4 separate regions of the Mus musculus genome follow, and regions 1, 2 and 4 are each linked to region 3. A link is a contact called in public HiChIP or PLAC-seq data. All regions are on one chromosome and are shown on one strand. The core of a region is the stretch at or near the end of the contact, and the rest is flanking DNA. Distances in the headings are between cores, read along the strand shown. Region 1 holds the start of Ahdc1 (AT hook, DNA binding motif, containing 1). Region 2 overlaps Fgr (FGR proto-oncogene, Src family tyrosine kinase). Region 3 holds the start of Tmem222 (transmembrane protein 222). Region 4 holds the start of Fgr (FGR proto-oncogene, Src family tyrosine kinase).

What was found. HiChIP or PLAC-seq counts read pairs in DNA pulled down with a chosen protein or histone mark.
Region 1: an H3K4me3 HiChIP or PLAC-seq map of bone marrow-derived macrophages shows a contact between it and region 3, with 8 times the contacts expected there. The contact joins the promoter of Ahdc1 here to the promoter of Tmem222 in region 3. A contact is called at or near these places in 19 of 39 promoter capture datasets (the C10 cell line, the HPC-7 cell line, the SN4741 cell line and 13 more), 4 of 15 datasets of contacts at CTCF or cohesin (CD8 T cells, the NIH/3T3 cell line, embryonic stem cells and 1 more), 14 of 484 Hi-C or Micro-C datasets (CD4 T cells, CD4 single positive thymocytes, the G1E-ER4 cell line and 7 more), 40 of 115 datasets of contacts at active chromatin or transcription factors (the 230-238 cell line, CD8 T cells, DN3 thymocytes and 28 more) and 4 of 9 other capture datasets (adipose tissue, liver, macrophages and 1 more).
Region 2: an H3K4me3 HiChIP or PLAC-seq map of embryonic stem cells shows a contact between it and region 3, with 14 read pairs. The contact joins the enhancer-like site here to the promoter of Tmem222 in region 3. A contact is called at or near these places in 12 of 39 promoter capture datasets (the C10 cell line, cranial neural crest, embryonic stem cells and 8 more), 3 of 15 datasets of contacts at CTCF or cohesin (the NIH/3T3 cell line, embryonic stem cells and large pre-B cells), 3 of 484 Hi-C or Micro-C datasets (CD4 single positive thymocytes, bone marrow-derived macrophages and embryonic stem cells), 27 of 115 datasets of contacts at active chromatin or transcription factors (the SCID.adh cell line, acute myeloid leukemia, bone marrow-derived macrophages and 19 more) and 3 of 9 other capture datasets (adipose tissue, liver and pancreatic islet).
Region 4: an H3K27ac HiChIP or PLAC-seq map of microglia shows a contact between it and region 3, with 7 times the contacts expected there. The contact joins the promoter of Fgr here to the promoter of Tmem222 in region 3. A contact is called at or near these places in 4 of 39 promoter capture datasets (cranial neural crest, embryonic stem cells, liver and 1 more), 23 of 115 datasets of contacts at active chromatin or transcription factors (CD8 T cells, the NIH/3T3 cell line, the SCID.adh cell line and 13 more) and 3 of 9 other capture datasets (adipose tissue, liver and pancreatic islet).

What each region holds. Positions count from the first base shown.
Region 1 is chr4:133,010,184-133,012,883 of GRCm38.p6, forward strand. Ahdc1 (AT hook, DNA binding motif, containing 1) reads left to right here and starts at 1,323. Exons shown (of 7, transcript NM_146155.3): 1 at 1,323-1,340; 2 at 2,007-2,104.
Region 2 is chr4:132,992,439-132,995,412 of GRCm38.p6, forward strand. It overlaps Fgr (FGR proto-oncogene, Src family tyrosine kinase), which reads left to right. Exons shown (of 13, transcript NM_010208.4): 6 at 2,209-2,312; 7 at 2,480-2,629. Among named protein-coding and RNA genes, the nearest start is that of Gm36599, 14 kb to the right of the region's middle. Within about 2 kb of position 1,288, at least 18 of the 459 cell types and tissues checked have an H3K27ac peak or open chromatin away from gene starts, as enhancers often do. A contact at or near this core is called in the SCID.adh cell line, acute myeloid leukemia and embryonic stem cells, where this site is marked.
Region 3 is chr4:133,276,431-133,279,395 of GRCm38.p6, forward strand. Tmem222 (transmembrane protein 222) reads right to left here and starts at 1,360. Exons shown (of 6, transcript NM_025667.3): 1 at 1,101-1,360. The coding sequence starts at 1,294.
Region 4 is chr4:132,972,793-132,975,492 of GRCm38.p6, forward strand. It overlaps Fgr (FGR proto-oncogene, Src family tyrosine kinase), which reads left to right and starts at 1,303. Exons shown (of 13, transcript NM_010208.4): 1 at 1,303-1,478.

The DNA of each region.
Region 1 (2,700 bases), core at 73-2,572, 270 kb before region 3:
GAAGGCATCAGAAGCAGGTGGATCAGGGAGTAAAGGCATTGCTAGAGAAGCTTAGGACATGGGGCAAGATGGACTAAGTTGGCAGACATTGGCCAAAGGAATGTCAGACACAGTCATGAGTTGGGATCAGCTCAGAAGCAGTCAATAGACAAGTAGCAGGGCAGTGATCACTGCATCACTCATCTGTTTCTTCTGCAAACCTTATCTACCTTAGTGCCAAGGGAGGACACATAGACACAGGGAAGAAAGATCAACAGTAAAGGATGGCGGGGACGCGGGGGGGGGGGGGTGGAGTAGAGGGAATCACCACTCTGTTACCGCCCAAGGGTTAAGGAAGGAAGGAAGCTTTGAAATTATCCAGATGCTGAATCTACCACTTTCTAATCGGGACACCTGGGCTCCGGAACTCTTATATCTAAAATAGAAATAAGGTCTCGTAGGGTTTTTTCTGCAAGGCTCCAAGGACCCCGTGCTGCCCGGGTGCTCAGTAAATGGCAGCCGCGGCAATTCTCCTTTCAGAGCTGTCCAGCCACCTCCCTGGGGGTAACAAAGCCTTCCTCAGAGGCGCACATTCCCATCTGTGGGATAGGCAAGGCAGGGGGCCCAGAGCCAGGGGCTGGAGAACAGATGTGACCTGAAGAGGAGGTAGGTGAAAGTGCTGCGCCCAACCCCCACGCCGCAGCAGGCGCTGGAGAACTGTTGAATTCCGCTCACAAACAATTGTTCAAATTCAGAAGGCATGGTATCTACACTTTGTCCAGAATTTTTTGCGCCCTCGCCGCCCGTGGACGACAATAAAAAGTAGGCGCTGGAAGAACTAAATCCAGGGCTGAGTTTGAGGCGAAGGGCCACGAAATGCGGAGGAGACTGTAGCGTTTCCAGAGCGGCTTTCTTGCCAAACGCCTCTTCTGATAGGAAAAACGTCCCCAAATTGAAAGTGTAGGTCCTCTCGTCTCTCCATGGGCCCTCTCAACGTGTTTGGGACACCCCAGAAAGTCGCAGCCCTTTTGGCTCATCCTCTGATGCCCGATTCCACTCATTTTATTCTCAGACCCCGCCCCTGCGCTACCACCCGCAACCTTGGCGCAGCCAGAGCCCCGAGTAGGGGCCTCGGAACGCCCGGAATGTTCCTAACCCTTGAGGAGGATCAGCAGTCCTAGATAAAACGGGATTCATCCGGGCCAGGGATACTCCGGCATAGGGTCCGCTCCGGGCCGCGCCGTCGGAGCAGCCGGAGTGGCCCCGCCCGCACAGCGCGCGGAGCGGCCGAACAGGGACTACAAGTCCCGGCGTGCTCTGCGCGCGCTCCCCCCTGGGGTTCCGGATGGTGAGCAGCGAAGGTAAGGCGAGCTCGCAGAGGCAACGGCGGCGGCGGCGGAGACGGAGAGAGGCAGGCAGGCAGGCAGGGCGAGGGCGAGAGACGGAGGGAGGGAGCGAGCGAGGCAGACCAGACAGACAGACAGGCGGGCGGGCGGGCCGAGCGAGCCACCCGCCAGGCTGCGCTCAGCCCCGCTCGCAGCGGAGAGAGCAGAAGGCAGGAGGAGGGAGGGGAGGAGGGAGGAGGGAGGGAGAGAGGGAATCCAGCTACCACCACCCAAAGCCAGCGTCTGCTTTCTGTCCTCATTTCCTTTTCCCACCCAGCTCGGAGAGCAGAGAAAGGCAGAGAGAGAGAGAGAAATAGAGACAGGCAGACAAACAGACAGACAGACAGAGCGGGAGGGAGGAGGGCGGCGGAGGAGGAGCAGGAGGACTACGCGGGGCGTCTTCCCTCCCAGGTTTGCAATTGGGGGGTTGGGGCGGGGGTGTCCAGGGCTGTGAGAGTGTGTGAGCGGCTGGGGAAGCGAGTGGGGCGCAGATAGCGAAGGAGTAATCGTGGTGGGGGGGACGCCGCGGGAGCGGGGGGCCGTGTCCAGCGGAGTTAGCGGCGGAGAATGTGAGCCGAGGCGCGAGCCATGCTGTCAGCGACGGCAGGCGGCTCAGGGCTCCTCTACGACTCCTCTTCCCAGCAGCCGGGCGCCCGTGTCGCTGCCGCCGGCGGAAGATAGACGCCCCCCGAAACCCCTCGCCTGGCTCGGACCCACGGAGCCGGCAGCCCAGCACTCCGGTAAGTAGCGCCTCCTGCCCAGCAATAGACGCGGTTGGGGACCGGCCGGCCAGGCTCTTTTGTGCAGCGCACTGTGGGGGGGCCCAGCGCCCCCAGTCCGGTCCGCCGGACCCCGTGGCTGCGGTGCCCGCGGTGCGATCGGTCTTTGTTTCCACCGGGGCCCGCGGCTCGGCTGGGCTCGGCTCGAAGCCTGGCAGGCAGCGCCGGGAAGGGGGAGGGGGAGGTGGACGGGGAGGGGGGGCGGGGAGGGGGGGTTCTCGGGTTTCCTGGCCGCCCCGCGGCTCCCCCGGCTCGGGGGCGAGGTGCGCGCCCAGAGCTGCCGCGCACCCCCTCCTCCTCCCCCTCCCTCCGCCTTTGGATTTAAAACTGCAATTTGCTCTCCAGCTTGCTGAGAATGTGGGGGGGGGGATGTAGGGGGACCGTGGGAGCGGAGAACAAGGCTGGATTTTAGGATAGGCGCTGGGAAAAGGGGAGACTGCGGAGGGAGGAGCCCCTCCCCTCCAGCCCCCAAATCCCAAGGTTCCGTTGGCGCTCTGGGAGTTGAGGGGCGGGGACCTAATGACCCGGAGGGGGTGTGGGGCGGAGGAGGGATTTGG
Region 2 (2,974 bases), core at 38-2,537, 280 kb before region 3:
AACTTCTTCCCTCTAGGAAAGAGGAAGGTATGTGTTTAGGGATTGAAGGATGGGGCAGTTTCAGGGGGATGTTTATGGGGTAAGATGGGTTTTCTCTAGTAGAGGGACATGGGCAAGCCCAGAGCACAAGAGGAAAGAGGCTGGATTGTGGAGAGCGGCAGAAAGCATGGAGGATGATGGAGGGGCAGGGTGGCAGTGTTGTGTGTTGGGGGGGGAGTTGGATCAGCAGGGTAGCAATGGTGGGGGGGGTTGGATCAGCAGGGTGGCAATGGTGTGGGGGTGTGGGGTTTGGATCAGTGGGGTGGCAATGGTGTGGGTGTGAGGGTGGGGGTTGGATCAGAGGGGTGGCCATGGTGTGGGAGTGGGGGGGGTGTGGATCAGAGGGGTGGCAATGGTGTGTGTGTGTGTGTGTGTGTGTGTGTGTGTGTGTGTGGAGGGTTGGATCAGCTGCGCCCACAGCTTGGGTAGCAAGGTGCTGTCTAAAGTGCTCAGTGTGGGTTCCTGGTTAAGAGCCCAGGCCTGAGAGGAGACAGTTTGGGTTCCTGTTTTGGATCACAGTGTGGCCTCAGGCAAGCTGCTTAACCACTAGGTAGCTGGTTCAATTCCTCATCTGTCTAATGAGTTTAAACATGGCACTTTTCTCTGAATATTATAAGCAAGTCTATTTATGTTCAGAGTTGTCGTCTACCACAAAGGAAGTGCCCAGTCTGTTAAGGCTTGGTTTTTATTTTGAAGCAAGGTCCTGCGATGTAGCTCAGGCTATCTCACTCTTAGAAGCTCCTCCTCCCAGGGGCTAACTTACTCTGCTGATTCTTAAGGAAGTTTTTGGCTTTTTTAAGACAGGGCTTCTTTGTGTAGCTCTGGCTGTCCTAGAAAAAGTTCTGTAGACCAGGCTGGCCTTGAATTCACAGAGAGCCTCCTGACTCCAGAGTGCTGGGGTCAAAGGTGCACAACACTGTGCTGGGGTTGAAGGATGATCTTGAAAACCTTTGACAATGTGTATGGTATCCCTTCAACCCTTTCTCCTTGCTGCCTGCTTTCCCAGGCACACGGTTAGCAGACACCGCTTCTGTCTCCCAGATTTGCCTGGTGCTCAGGTATGGACTGAGCGTGCCAGCGTTCCCAGGTGTCCTCACCCGCCCTGATTTGAAAACTGTGTTCTTTTCTATCAATGCCCACAAGGCACAGTCAATTTAATGATCAGATAACAACAGAGTCTTCTACAGCGAGTGTGGTCACATCTGTTCCCCACCCCCCAGTCTGCCCTGTATGCACACAGCTCAGGACTACATTGTCTCAGACAGCCACAAGCAGGGAAAGAATTTGGGGCTAGGGTGGGGCAGGAGTCTGAAGGATTGCCTAGGGTGGTGGGAGAGAATCAGGGCACGTGAGGACACTAATTGTTCACACCAGCTCCCCTCTGAGACTTGAGTTCCTTGTCTGTAAAATGGGTTTTGGAGAGGTCTAGTGAGAAGGGTCAAGGGCCCTGTGATACCTGAAAAAGTCACTGATGCCTGGGCTCTACCAATTTTGGTTTGTTGGTGTGTTTGTTGGTTTGATATAACGTCTTACCATGTAACCTTGACTGATTTGGAACATCTGCCTGCCTGTGCCTCCCAAGTGCTGGGATTAAAGGCATACACTACACTACCAGGGACTTTTATGGCTTTTTTTTTTTTTTCCCAGAGACAGGGTTTCTCCGGCTGTCCTAGAACTCATTCTATAGACCAGGCTGGCCTCAAACTCAGAGAGATCCACCTGCCCCCGCCAACTCCTAAGTGCAGGGATTAAAGGCATGTACCACTATGCCCTGTTCCCTCATTATTTGTTTTTAAGGTAGGGTCTCACTATGTAGCCCTGGCTGACCTAGAACTTGCTATGTAGACCAGGGTACCCTCAAACTCAGAGCGGTACCTGCCTCTGCCTCCTGATTGCTGGGATCATACCACTGTACCAGGGAGAATCTAACAATTTTAATTCAAGAGACACCAGTGGGTAGGAATCCTGGTCTTTCTCAGCATCGACCATGTGTGCCCGACAGTTTCCCATTCCCCTTCTCTGGGATCCTTATACTCAAGTCATGAAGCAGATTATAACAACCCATTTGTCAGATGAGGAAACTGAGACTTGGCTGTTGCGGTGACTTCCGGGGAAGATGAACTGGCGTTTGGAATGAATGTGCCTGGTTCTGCCTGCTTTTCCTAACAGGTGGTACTTCGGAAAGATCAGTAGAAAGGATGCAGAGAGGCAGCTTCTGTCCTCTGGTAACCCCCAGGGGGCCTTTCTCATTCGGGAAAGCGAGACCACCAAAGGTGGGTTGGTACGGCAGACATGCCACCAGACAATAAGGACAGTGGGCTGGTCAGTGCTTGGGTCAGGGCCAAGTGGAGGGGCAGAGCTAAGCTGGGCTCTGGGAATTCCTTTGGGGGCCTCCTCCTGCTCTGAGGGAGACGAGAACTAAAGGACCCTTTCCACCCAGGGGCCTACTCCCTGTCCATCCGTGACTGGGACCAGAACAGAGGCGATCACATAAAGCATTATAAGATCCGAAAGCTGGACACGGGCGGCTACTACATCACCACACGGGCCCAGTTTGACTCCATACAGGACCTAGTGCGGCACTACATGGGTGAGCTGCTAAGTGTGACTGACCGTGTTGTCATGACGGGGAGACTGAGGCCTGGAGAACAAAAATCTCCTAAAGAAGTAGTGGCTGGGCCACGTACATGCGTCCTTAGGCCAGGATTCTGCTCTGTGTGGAGTCTGAGCAGACGGAGAGCAAGCAATGCCTCCTAATCTTGCTTCCAGGCCTAAGCCTGGGGAACTTTTGAAAATTTTACATTTTTTTTTGGGGGGGGGGCTCATGCGTGTCAGAGTACAACTCGTGGAAGTTGATTCTCTCCTTCAGCCAAGTGGGTCCTGGGGATGGAACTCGGGTCATTGGGGTTGCCAGCAGACACCGTCTTTACCTGCC
Region 3 (2,965 bases), core at 110-2,609:
GCCAGGGCTACATATCAAGCTCATGTCTCAGTCAAAACCAATAAAATAAATAAATACAAAATCGAAAGATTAAAATGATTTGAAGATCAGAAACATTTGAGACTAAAAATATTCCTTCTCCACACAACTTGGCTCTGTTTGTTTGTTTGTTTGAGATTGGGGCTCACTATACATGCCTGGCTGGCCTGGAACTCCTACCATATAATTCAGGCTGCCCTCCAACTCACAGACATCTGCTTGCCTCTGCCTCCAAGTGCTATGGTTAAAAGTATGGATCCCCGTGCCTGGTAGCTGATTTTGATAGAAGGAAAGAAAAGAGTACCTCCTCAGGTGAGAGGTAGGATGCCACAGCTGAAAGATGAGTTATATATAGTCAGTGAACTAACTGGCTTCTGAATATCTTCTTGCTGGGATAGTCAACGGACCAAGACGATGTTACAAAGGAACTCAGCTTCCCCATGGGGGAAGGGGATTTCTACTACAGAAAATAAAGCTTGTAAACTGTCCAGACTGTTAGGATTAAGGTAGGAGGGTTGTAAGCTGCATTCTTCCACTGGGAGGCAGATACCTAGGTCGCTGAGACTGCTTTGTAACTCAAATGATGTAGGGGGAAAAACGCCAGCACGGACCTCCCAATGCTGACATTCCACGAACCAGTGTGGCTTCGATCAAACACTCAGTTCTGTTTCTAAAGGCGAAACGTCTTGTGCATAACAGACGACAAGTACGCGCTCGTTTGCTCAATGAGTGAAAAAACAAAAACAAAAACCAACGGGGAATGAATGACGATGCCTCTTCAGACAATGATTAAGGGTCTTTTCTGTACGCCTGCAGCTTAAGGGCGTGCTAATGACCAGATCTTTGCTGCTGATCTACACTTCTCCTCCTCTCCAGTTAGACCTGGGGGAACCAGGGCCGGAACTATGCCCCACATCCAAGGGGACCGCGCACCTCATAGGTGACGAGAGCTCTAGGGGACTGGGGGCTAGCCTGGCCCGGAGTACGGGTTGCTGCAAGTCTGGGGAAAAAAAAGCTAGCATGGCACCCCGGAGGATGCTCGGGCCCTCGGCGACTTCGCGCTGACATCGGAAGACACTCACGTGAGCACCGGGATGGGTGTCCACACCACGCAGTAGGGGAAGCGGCTCCGCTCCACGTCCATGACAACGCCACCGGACCCGTGGTACTGCTTCATGTCCGTCTCGGCCCCCGTCGGCGTTTCTACTTCCGCCATCCGAGGAGGGGGCGGCGGCGGCTGTAACAGAAGCGGAGAACTCCCTTCCGCTTCCGCCATCCCGCGCGCGTCCCGCTCGGGAAGGCCGACCGCGCCGCCGCTCGCCCCTGTGTCATCACTTCCGGGAGGCGGAGTGTCCTCTCGGTCGATCTTCCCCCGGGGAATTGGAGCCTTGTCCTTCTGGGCCCGGCTAGTTTAGCCTCTTTCCCGTGTTTGTAGCGGAGCATTTCCGTGGACCTCAGGAAGCTCTCAGTCGAGCCCCGGGAACCCACAACCAACCGCGGTTCCGCATGCCGGCACGTGGTGCAGGCACTCTTTATTGATCACTTCTTAGGTGCCAAGCATGTGATATTCATTGGTACTACTGTCTATAAACTGATTAGACGTGCAAATTTAGTTGTTTCCCCCAGAAAACAAATCAGAGACAAAGGCTCTTAGAAATGAAGTGAGCAACGATTCAAACGCAAGTCTTTGTAGATTTCCTTTGTCCTTTTTAGTCTGTGGCATGAGTTACATAATAGTCTGTTACGTGATGGTGTAAAAAGGGAGGTCAAACTAAAATCTTGGTGTGTATGGGAGACACGTACACTTGGTGTGTATGGGAGGGAGCAGCCTTGGGCCTGGGGAGAGCACGGATGCAGAAGTGCCAAGACAGGAAACTTGAGGTCACTATGTGCAGTAGAGAATATCATCCAAGACTTATCTAAATCTCTTTATTGTTCGTGTTTTGGGGCACATGTTTGTTTTTGTTTTGAAACAGGGTCTCACTATGTAGCCCTGTCTGTCACTATGTAGACCAGGCTGACATTGAACTCTTAACTCTGCCTCCCAAGTGCTGGGATTTAAAAGGGTACATCACTAAGCCAGGTCCTTTTTTGCTTTATAGAAAACTCGGCAGTTAGCACTTGTCTAAGATCACACTCAAGAACACAAAGTGGCCAGGCTCCAGTCTTGGAATCTTTTGATTTTTCAGAGGGATAATCAGAGAGACATGGAAGTGGAATGTTATGCGGTGAGGAGTGGGTGGGATGGGTTTGGAAGACAAGAAGGGAACCAGGCTATAGGAAGGTGTAAGAAAAATGAGGCAGAAAGGCAAACAGATTGTTTCAACAGGCTGAGACTGAGACTGTTTTATTGGAACAGCGGGCTGGAGGAGATATATATATGTTACAGCTCCTCTTTGTGTGTGTGTGTGTGTGTGTGTATGGTTTGACTGGGACCAGAGTGGGGGTTGTTTTCCATACTCAGGCATATTGTTTCTGCAGGTGAAGCAGACCTGTCAGATAGGGGCTAAGCACTTCATTCTGGCTAGAAGCTATGGCTTAGTACAGCTAGATTCAATTCCTCATCACCTAAGACTATTAGCCAACAGAAGGTGTGGACAAATGTTTAGGGAAGGCAAAAGCTATGCTTTTGAGAAGGTTTGCTTCCATGAAATGAGTCTCCTTTAATAGTAACTTGCCAAAAGCCTGCGGTCCTGATAATTTTTTTTTGTTTGTTTTTGTTTTTGGTTGGTTGGTTGGTTTTTCGAGACAGAGTTTCTGTGTAGCCCTGGCTGTCCTGGAACTCACTCTGTAGACCAGGCTGGCCTCGAACTCAGAAATTCGCCCTGCCTCTGCCTCCCATGCCTCCCAAGTGCTGGGATTAAAGGTGTGGGCCACCATACCCGGCGATCCTGATACTTAAATGCATTAAAAAAGAAAAAAATCTGGGGGGGAGGGTATAGGGGAC
Region 4 (2,700 bases), core at 53-2,552, 300 kb before region 3:
GGCTCCCTATGGCTGGGCTCCCATTGGCCACGATATACATTTATTTGTTAATTGCACACATGGATCAATGGCCAAGGCCAACTTAGAGGATGCTCTATAATGGTGGCAGTGCTATCCAGGCAGGGTAAAGCCACCCTCCCACAGTCCCTGAACCTCCACTACATTTCCTTTCTTCCTCCTACACCCACTTCATATTTTCCTAAGAGAGAAGCACTTTTATTTGGTTTTTTGAGACAGAGTTTCTTTGTGTAGCCTTGGTTGTTTTGGAACTCACTCCATAGACCAGGCTGGCCTCAAACTCAACAAAGATCTGCTTGCCTCAGCCTCCCAAGTGCTGGAGTTAAAGGTGTTTGCCATGGCTCATTGAGAGAAGCATTCCTATCTGCATCCATCACTTGCTGACACCGTGTGTGTCACCATGATCCTCCTGAACTTGTACTTTAGGGCGCTCACACACAGCCCCCTACACCCCTGTCTGTACACAGAAGCACACCTGACTGCATAATGTGTCCGAGCTGTTGATTCTAAACCCAGTCACGCATCGTCATCGCCTATCATCAGTATAGCCCCGGGGACACCCACTTGAATCTTCCATGCCTTAAGCCCTCACCCTCCCACAAACATTTCCAATTCAACCCTAGCTCTCCCTCCCCAGGCAGGGGGATTTCCTGGGTCTCAGTGCACCTTGGTTTTAGAGAGGTAATACTGGTAATAACTCTTGGTTTTAAAGGGAGGGTGGGTATCGGGCTGGGGGAGTATAGGGAGGGCTCTCCTAGAGACACTGTGATTGATTAAGGATTCTCCTCAGCTTCTCTAAAACTTGTGTGTGGCAGTAGCCTGATGGGAGCTGATTGTTGTGAAAAACAGGTACCCAAAGGCAAGGGCCTTATCTCCACCGCCCAGTTCCTAAAGATGAGGCGGCAGGGTATAAGTGACAGGCAAAAGATCCCTGGCAAATGTAGTGACAGTAGTGTAAAGGCTACAGGCTATGTGAACTTGGGCCAAGTTATCCTGACCTGGCTCTGTGTTTTCCTACCTAGGAGATGAGTGGGGAGTGGGAGCCTTTGGGATGGCCAACCCCCCACCCCCTTGGTATCCCACTCTAGTAACTAAAGGGACAGGTCCCTTTGGCCGGAACCTTTGGGAAGGAGCTGGGGCGCAGGGACAGCGCTGGGAGAGCCCATCCACAGCGGGAAGTGGGAGCCAGCGGACTTTGGATCTGGGGGCCCCTCCTGGCTTTGGGCAGCAGTCTAGGGGCTGAGGCGTGACTTCGACTTCTCTGGCTGCCGCCTCCTCCTCCGCAGTCACCAAAATAAGAGAAGTCCGAGACGGCTTCCTCCTCCCTCCCCAGAGTAGGTAGTAGGGGCAGAGGCGGGTAGCACCTCACTTTACCCCCCACATCGCCTCTCCTGGTTGCTGGAAGTTAGGGTTGGCTCGCCCCAGATCGAGTCACCCGCAGCTGGCTCCCTTGAGACCAGGTAGGCGGCCAAACCCGGTGGGGGCTGGTAGGGCAAATGTTGCCCCGCCCCTAACCGTCCTCACCTTGGAGGGAAGATTTGGGGGTAAACCTGAACTTTGAGAGCTGAGCAAGTTGAAAGCGGGAGATGGGGGTGGGGATCCCATTCAGAAAGGAAATGAAGAAGGAAAACTAAGGAAAGCTGGAAAAGGCTGATAAAAACCTAGGAGAAGGCCGAGGCAGTACGGCGAAGGCAGACCAAAAATTCCCCCTAAAAGTCTAAATGGGGAAAGAGAGGGAAACTGTGTTGTAAATTTGATAAAATTTGGGGAGAGGGCTGAAAGTACAGGAAGGCACTGTGGGATCCCCCAAAAGCGTCTAGGGAGAGCCCTGAGAGGCTTTCAGGAGGAGAAAAAGGAAAGAAGCTGAGGGGGTATGAGAGAGGGGTAGTAGGTGGGGAAACTGGAAAGGGGGAGGGGATACTGAGGAAATCGGTCGCGAGTTCCCGAGAAGGGGGTCTAGGAGAGTGACTTCTGCAGAACTCGGAGTCCAGAGTGCAGTTCTGGGGTCTCAGAGGCCGGCTATCTGGATTCCTCAGAGGGAAGCGGGGAGTCTGCAAACTCCCCCCAGACCCTCTAGCTACATCAGTGGGGCAGCGGGTTCCAGACACCCTGGGGATTCCTTCCAGCAGCTGGAGGCGTGGATCTGGGTTTCCTGGGGAAGACCTCACCCTGGGGCATCAGACCTCCCTGGGTGCTTTTCCCTATCCGCAGTGGCGGTCAAGGTTTGCGTCCCTGTCGGGATCCGGGAATTGCTGGCAGCCCCGACGGAAATCCTGCTTTTGACCGCCAATGCCCGCAGGGGCTGTTTCCATGGCAACACAGGGCAGTGAGGCCAGTTGGCTTTGGGCCGCTGCAGGCTCAAGGCTGGCAGCCAACTTTGGTCCCTGCCTTCGTCCCCATTTTTGGTCCTTGATCCGGGTGTGTTGCACCACAGAGGGAGTGAGAGGGTGCCGCTTGGTGTTCAGGGGTCTCCTGCCTCAGAGACATGTTCTCTTAGCAAGAATGGGCCTTTAATTGCTATGCAGACCTCAAGGAGAGCTAGCTTTCTCTGGACTTTTGCTTTTCTCATTGGAACTTTGGGGAAGAAACTAGCCCTCCCCATACCAAAGCTGTGCCTAGTGGCTCATGCCTATAATAATCCTTGCATCCAGCAAACAGAGGTAGGGAGGTTGTCACGAGTTC